Linked DNA regions of Mus musculus: region 2 is linked to region 1. Evidence: chromatin contacts called from public promoter capture Hi-C data. All regions are on one chromosome and are shown on one strand. The core of a region is the stretch at or near the end of the contact, and the rest is flanking DNA. Distances in the headings are between cores, read along the strand shown. Region 1 holds the start of Ttc24 (tetratricopeptide repeat domain 24). Region 2 holds the start of Creb3l4 (cAMP responsive element binding protein 3-like 4).

Region 1 (4,131 bases), core at 1,143-3,642:
CTTTTTTGTAATAGTGAAGGACTGGCTATAGATCCTCTTTGAGTGTCTGGTAGAATTCGTCTGTGAATCCATCTGGCCTTGGATTCTTTATTTAGCTCCTCTTGTCTCTCTAACTTCTGGAGCCATTCTTTCTGATCCTTTAATACAGGCATCTTATAGATTCCCCCTGTAGGGCTGCTTTCCATGTGTGCCAGAGGTGTCCTTGGTTTAGTTACAGGGAGATTGATTGATTGATTGATTTCTTCATTAACTCCAGTGATGAGTTGTTAAATCTCCATGAGTTTGCATATTGACTAGAAATTTTTGGTGTCAATTTCAAGTTTTATTGCATTGTGTTCTGATAGGATATAAGGAGTTATTTCCATCTTCCTGAATATATAAAGACCTGTTTTGTGTCCCAGATATGGTCTACTTTAGAAAAGTTTCCATGCCTGGCTGAGTGGAATGTTCTGTAGATGTCTGTTAAGTCCATTAGATGTATGATGTCAATGAATTGTGTTTCTGTTTATTTTTTGTCCAGATGACACAAGAAGGGTACTGAAATCAGCTATTAATGGATTGAAGATAATTTGTCTTTAAATACAGTAGTAGACTTTTAAAAATGAAATTGGGCACCGCAGAGCTGGGTTTAGAATAGTGACATCTCTTTGGTTAATTGTCCCTTTGGTTAGGATGAAGTGTCCCCCTTATCTCTTTTGACTTGTTTTAGTTTGAGGTGTTTTGTCAGTTATTAGGATATTGATACCTGCTTCTTCCTGGTTCTGTTTGATGGAGTACTTTGTCCACCCTTTTAGCAGTGCCTATCTTTACAGCTAAGATGCATTTCTTGGCAGTAACAGATAGATGGATTTGGGGAGTTTTGTTTGATTATTTTTAAATTTTATTTATTTTATTTATAAGAGTACACTGTAGCTGTCTTCAGACACACCAGAAGAGGGTGTCAGATCTCATTACAGATGGTTGTGAGCTACCATGTGGCTGCAGAGAATTGAACTCAGGACCTCTGGAAGAGGAGTCAGTGCTCTTAACCACTGAGCCATCTCTCTAGCCCCTGGCTTTTGTCAGTCTGTGTCTTTTGAAGAGTTGATTCCACTGGCATTTAAAGTTATCATTGAAATGTATGTGTTAATCGTGACCACGTTGATTGTTGGTGCTGCTTGTATTGTCAGTGATGTGGAAGGAGATTCGAGGACATGGTGGGTGTGGCACTGAAGGGAACTGGATGCTGGTTCAGAATGACAGAGGATCTGGGAGAGAGCCCCTTAGGACCTTGGCTGAGAACACTTTCAGGCCCTCCCACCCCCGCCCCCTATTTTCCTCAAGGAAAGCCTACTGAGTATGGGACCACTCTGTGGCCTACTTGGCCTGGACAGGCTGTGCTAGCACCTCTGAAAGCCAGGCCAGAGCAGAAGCTTCAGCCTGTCTGGAGCTCAGAGATGGCCCTGGGTGCCAGGCCTGCGCAAACGCCTGTGTTGCAACTATGGTCAGTGCATCTACTTCAGGAGTCTGTTTCTGGCAATGGCCCTTCTACTTAAAAAGGCTTTTTCCTAGGCAAATGGGGAAAGGGGCAAATTTCGTTTAGTTGCAGCCACTGGTGGTAGGTTCATGGGTTGGTGAGCTGGTGAGTTAGAGATTCCTGGTGATTGTGGGGCCTCCTGTCCTCTCATTAAACACATCAAACAGAACCTGGAGTTTACAGAGTTTACAGTGCACTCATATACATAAAATAAATAATAATTTAAAAAAAAAAAAGCTTGTAGTCACCCCCTGTAGCAGATGGAGTTCTTTGGTCTGTCATGTCTCTCTCTGAAAGGGAGAGACGGAGCAGGGCTTGGTGGCACAATCTGTGATCCCAGCACTCAGGAAGGAAAGAAGGAAAGAAGATCACCACAAGAACCTACCTTAGAATTAAATTAAATTAAGAAGAGAGGATGGGGGCTCAGTGGTTAAGAGCACTGACTGCTCTTCCAAAGGTCCCGAGTTCAAATCCCAGCAACCACATGGTGGCTTGCAACCATCTGTAATGAGATCTGACACTCTCTTCTGGGGTGTCTGAAGACAGCTACAGTGTACTCACATATAATAAATAAATCTTAAAAAAAAAAAAAAAAGAAGAGAGGATGGGAAAGAACAGATGACTGTCTCATGGTAGTTTGATATATTATTTGAAGGAACTGGAAGGTGTGTCCGCAGGGATGGGGCAGCCAAGCAGGAAGGGAAACAGGTCTTAGGTGACTATGTCTGAGCACCATTAGGGTCCTCCACTAAGATAGGTTACCACAGCTGTCACTCGAAGGATTACCTGGGAGGAAAGGAGAGTGCCAGGTGTCTGGTAACACAGTTCTGCGCTCAAGGCTGCTGGGAAGTAACCTAAGCCAGCAGAACCATTCCAGAAGGCCACTGTGGAGAAAACAGGACAGACAGAGGTAAGAGGTCCTGGAGTGGGGTCCCCAAGACTGTGCAGGGGACAGTCCGGAGCCTCAAGGTGACAGCCTGGAGTGCCTCAAGGTGGGGAGCCTTATGAAGTCGGGATTTTATGTGTTTTCAGAAGCAACTCTTTCTAGTTTTCCCTCCCACCCTCCCTTCCTCCCTCCCACCCTCCCTTCCTCCCTCTCATCCTCTCTCCCTTTTCTCCACCACTAAGCCAAATCCCCAACTCCAGAGAAAATATCTTTGAAAAGCAGAAACCCTTTTGCCCCCTCTCTGTAAAAGAGAAAAAGTGGGGGTTGAGGGGGGGGTCGTTTTTCGGCTTTTTTTTTTTTTTTCAGTTTCCTGGGAAGAGAGGCAGTCCAGGAGAAATGTGCTGATGAGAAGAATCTATCTGAACTTAAGAGTTCTCTGGGGACCAAGGCGGGAACCGACTGGCAGAAAGTAGAGGAGACAATAGGAAGGGCACAGTCAATGCACACAGACGCCTCCTGGACATCAGCCTCTTCCTAACTCAGTGTCTGTTCAGCTTTGAGTGCCCGGGGCTAGTACAGCTCCTGCCACCGCTGGAGGTGGCTGTGCTGAATTCCCGTTGGTTTATAAAGCAGCAGCACGTAGGTCACAAGGCCTTGTGTAAGAGGTGAGGGGAAGCCCTGTGTATCCTGTTTGGGTTTTGTAACCCTGCTGTCCTGGACTCACTATGCAAACCAGACTGGCCTTGAACTCCCAGAGATCTGCCTGTCTTTACATCCTGAGTTGGGATTTTAAAGGTGTGTGACAGCCTTTTGTTTGTCTGTTTTGTTTTGACGGAGATGCTGGCGCTCAGATAAGCTGAGAAGACAGCTCTGAGTACTTTTTGATCTTGCAGAGACCTGAGTTCAGGTCCCAGCACCCACACCGGGCAGCTCGTAACCAAGGATGACCTCAGCTCCATGGGATTCAAAGCCTCTGGTGCACATAACCACATGTGCTCATGTACACACAATTCAAAATAACAAAAATGAGCCCTTTAGATGTTGACTAAAGAGGACCATAATCCCCAGGGAATGACAGATGGGGTGCACAGTTGAGTTCATATAGTGTCACAGAAGTGGACCTTTGAAGATGATTTTAAATTGTGTGTGTGTGTGTGTATATATATATACATATATGTATATATATATATATGTATATAAAACATACATATACATATGTATACACATATACATACATATATATATGTATACATACACATACACACACACACACACATATATATATATGCTTTTCTTATTGCTGGTCTTCCTTTCCCCTGCCCTGAAATAGGGGTTTTCTGTATATCTCTGGTTATCTAGAAGAGCAGGCTGGCCTAGATCTCAGAGGTCTACCTGCCTCTGCCTCCTGAATTCTAGGATTAAAGGTCTGTGCCACCACACCAGGCTTAAGATATTTTATTTTTAAAATGTGTATGTGTATAGGTGTATGTCAGTTCAAGTGCCTGCAGAAGCCACAAGGGTGAGTCACTTCTGTGACTCAAATTTTAAAATTCACTAACCTTTTAAAGAGAGTTTTGTTGTTGTTGTTGCTGTTGTTTTAAGAGTGTGTGTGTGTGTGTGTGTGTGTGTGTGTGTGTGTGTGTGAGTGTGTGTGTTGCCGGGCATGGCAGTGCACGCCTTTGATCCCAGCACTCGGGAGGCAGAGGCAGGTGGATTTCTGAGTTCGAGG
Region 2 (4,131 bases), core at 927-3,426, 2.2 Mb before region 1:
TTTGTAGACCAGGCTGGCCTCCAACTCAGAAATCTGCCAGCCTCTGCCTAAGTGCTGGGATTAAAGGCGTGCGCCACCACGCCCGGCTTCACTGTTTTTCTTGAAGTGCATAACTCTGATGACACTAGCTCAAGGCAAAACAAACCCTGAATCTTAGAATCACTATTTTTTTGTCATGAGCATCTGATTCTTTATTAAAACTGACAAAATACTCCATGCTCTTTGAGCCGTAGAGCTGTTTGTTGTACATCACAAGACAGAACAATGCTGATGAAAACAATTTTTTCAAACAGGTGTCATCACTCATTCCAGCTCTTGGGAGGCTGAAGCAGGAGAATTTCCACAATGAAGCCAGCCTTGGTAACAAGAGTAAAATCTCGTCTCAAAAGAACCAAATAAACAAATAGAAAAGATGCCAGGTTAGCTCAGTGGTTAAGCCACCTAACTTCACAATACCCAGTATCCACATGGTTAAAAGAGAAGATTGACATCTGAGAGCTGTCCTCTGGCCTCCATGGTGATCAGTGAGTGGCACGTGAGCCATCTCCCCTCTACTGCCTGTGAGTGTCTGCCCTTACACTAAAAGAAAAGAGAAAGGAGGAAGGAAAAGGAAATTATAATGATCTCACAACTCCAGTGAGACCCTGCCTCAACCAACCCAAACAACAACAGACAAACAAGTTAGGAACACACAGTGATACCTTGCCTCAAAAAAACAAAACTAATGAACAAGCCAGAATAAACAATGAAATCCTGCTTTAAAAAAAAATGAACAAGCAAACAGCTCAAAATTAAAGCCTCATTTTCATCAGCTCTCCTCCAACTCTCCTTTAATATTGTTCCACCATCTGATACTTTCTGACAAGAAGGCAGCTGTAAGTGTGAGGTAAGAAAAATAGAACTTATTGGACACATCACTGAATAGATAATTGGTACTTTTGGGTTTTTTTGTTTGTGGTTTTGTTGTTTTGGTTTTTGGTTTTTTTTTTCAAGACAGGGTTTCTCTGTGTACCCTTGGCTGTCCTGGAACTCACTTTGTAGACCTTGAGGCCAGAGCAGTCTGCCTCTGCCTCTTGAATGCTGGGATTAATTGAAACAGGATCTTATGTAGCCCAGGCTGGCCTTGGCAGCAGAGACACTTCTGGTAAGCCTCTTGGGCATGAAAATTACTGGCATGCACTCCCACACAACCTCTGAAACAGGTTTCAAGCTACACTGATACAGTATCAGCTACTCAGGAGGCCACCCTGAGAAATGAGACCTCCTCACTCCTGTTTCAAAACACAAAACTATACATAAAACTAATAGTTTAAGGAAACAATAAGATTTCAAACCAAAAGTAAATGTTTGGCTAATGTATGGCAGTTTCCCTGTCCTGTGTCCCCCCGCATGGGTTAGCAGGGTCCCCAAAGTGCAGCAATGTGTAACCCGGTTCCTGGATCCACATAGGCCGATTGCACAGGTAGCTGCCAGAAAGTGGAATCCTGGTCCACAGGCTACAGGTCTGCCTAAGTAATAACTTGGGGCCTCAGAACCACGAGGTAAACAAACTCAAACCCAAACAACCTCTGTGCGGTTCCTACCCTCAGCACGGAAGCTTTAGCTCAACTTTCCTACAATATAAGTAGGGGCCTCTGGCTGGAACCCGGAGCCCTGCCAAATTACTTCTGGGATTCTTTTCTGCTGGTCTATTGTTGCTAACCGCGAGGGCGTGAGCCTCGAGATAGTCAGCCATTGGCTAGAAACCCGGTCCTAAGTCTTCAATGCCCAATTAGGATTCACCAGTGGAAGAATGCCTTGTGGCGCAGGGGGCCGGAGCTGGGATGGAGGATGCCTTCAAAATCTTGGTTTCTTTCTCTACCCTGAGATGGGTCTCCCACTTGTAAAGATTGTGGCTTCGAAACAGACACCTGGGAATCCTGTGTACCAGTCACTACTATCTCAACTCTTTGCTGACGAGACATCAAGCCCGCAGCAAGATCTACTAGCACTGAGAAAACTGACAGAAAGGGTGTGGGTACCTATAGTTTTATTTCTGTTTGCACATGGACAGTGTCTTAATATTACTCCCAGATGCAGGTCCCGACAGTGGTTCCTGGCCAGGTGCAACCCAACCCTCTCCCTTCCCCCACCCTTTCCTACCCCAAACTCCACGGACAGCGTAGTGGGCGGGGCCTGATTGGGCAGGACCAGGATACAGATCCTGGTGGAAAGAAAAGGTGTAGTGTTTGGGGCTTCAGCGGGCTAGGCTGGTTTGGCAGAGCAAAGTTCTCCGAACAACAACTAAAGAGAATAAAACAGGTAATACCCAGTGGGGCTATTTTTCTGAACCCAAAGATAAGGCCTGAAGTGTGTTCTCCTCCGAGGGGCTGCCTCATGAGAGCAGAGGAAAAGAGTAACTAACGGAGAAAATGCCGAGGAGCCCGTAGCTTCAGAGGCGAGGGCAGCCACCACCTTCCTTATAACTTTCCCTCCCATGCAGAAACATGGAGCTCGGGTGCCCTGAGTTGCTGGAACCCCCAGAAGATATCTTCTCGACGGGATCCTTCCTGGAGCTGGGATTCAACGGTCCCGCGTCAAAGGTCCCGGTGACCAGGGTACAAGAACAGGGGCTGCAAAGCTGGGAGATGAGTAGGGGCTGTAGCCCAGGCTGTTCAATGGAAGTGGGAGTTAGGTTGAGAGAACTCTGACTAGAAGCCTTAAGTCGTCACAAAGAAAGAGTTCTCATAATAGAGCCCACGAAATAGACGCGTATTGTTACTCTTCCTATGTCCAAGAAGGGATAGCATTGAAGCATTAAGGATCTAAGACTACTGTCAGGTAAGACTGTCAAGGTACTTCTTTGCAGACATGCGTACCCTCTCCTCCTATAGGGCCTTCAGAAGAGTGAACCTGACGATTTCCTGAACCTCTTTATCGATCCCAATATGATACACTGCTCAGAAACATCTCCTGGTAGGGACAGTGGGGTCTCTGAAGATCCTGGCTCCCCTGCCCAACAGGCTTCCAGTTCCCCTGCCCTCTATGAGGTTGTCTATGATTCAGGGACCCTACAGGGAACTCAGCGGGAAGCTGGGCCAACCTTCGGACTCATCTCTATTCAGATAGGTCAGTGTACTTTTTGGAAATAGGGCAACGCCCCTTTCAGGCCCAGCCCTGGTGGTGAGATTAAGGGGAGAAGGTTCCCAAACTGTGCCACTGCCCAGTCCCCGCCCTTACCACAGCCTTCTGACTCCTTTGTCCCAGTCTCTGTATCTTTTTTCAGATCAGTGGACCCCTGCACTTATGGTCCCTGATGCATGCACAGTCAGTGGACTGCCCTCCGATTCGCATAGACATATCCTGCCTAGGGTCAGCACCAGAGCCCCAGCACCTCCTGCAGCCATGGTAAGTCTCGACGCCAACCAGAACTGATGTTCCCCCAGTATACATGCCCTCATATGAGTGGGGGCATGGGGGAAAAGGGAGGAGACACTAATGAGGAACTGGTTTGCCCCACTTTTGGTAGCAGTGGTTTTGAAGGCCAAGGAGAAACAAGCAATTCTAAGAGCCGGAAAGTGTAGGGGCTGGAGAACTATAGGGGATCAGGGTGGTAAGGAATCATTTAAGTCTTAGCAGGTGCGATGAGGGAGCCTGCTGTCAGAGCTCAAGACCCAGTGTGCATTAACATTCAGTCAGAGCTACTTTCTCTGCCTTGCTCAGGAAAGGGAACTGGGACAGGACCCCTGGGAATCCACCTGGCTAATGAGGACAGGGTGATAGCGATAGCGAAGCAGCAGCAGGTGCTTGCACTAGAAGAACTGCCCTGTGGCCAGTGCTGTAGTGGAGTACCCTATCATGTCCCTTTCCAAGATAGGCTAGACATTCCTGCTGTGCAGACCAAGAGAGGCCAGTCTCAGGCCATAGTCCTCTCTCTACCCTGTGTACCTTGTGTCCAAAGGCAGGGAGCAGAGTCCTAGCCAACCTCTAAAACCATGCTTGAAGCTGGGACCAGAAGCCACAGTAGGGGTGTGTATATCAGCACAGGGTCTGTGCTTGTTTTATTTCTAGATGAAGCCCTCTATGCTTCATTCTCATGAGATCTTGGTTAGAGAGATTGGAAGAAACATGCTATCAAAACACTTGGAGGGG

The links. Promoter capture Hi-C pulls out the DNA fragments that hold promoters and counts their contacts.
Region 2: a contact with region 1 is called in a promoter capture Hi-C map of liver, with 4 times the contacts expected there. The contact joins the promoter of Creb3l4 here to the promoter of Ttc24 in region 1. A contact is called at or near these places in 2 of 39 promoter capture datasets (hematopoietic stem and progenitor cells and liver).

The regions. Positions count from the first base shown.
Region 1 is chr3:88,076,565-88,080,695 of GRCm38.p6, reverse strand. Ttc24 (tetratricopeptide repeat domain 24) reads left to right here and starts at 2,392. Exons shown (of 10, transcript NM_172526.3): 1 at 2,392-2,426.
Region 2 is chr3:90,241,188-90,245,318 of GRCm38.p6, reverse strand. Creb3l4 (cAMP responsive element binding protein 3-like 4) reads left to right here and starts at 2,176. Exons shown (of 10, transcript NM_001307934.1): 1 at 2,176-2,301; 2 at 2,483-2,597; 3 at 2,874-3,108; 4 at 3,266-3,387. The coding sequence starts at 2,487.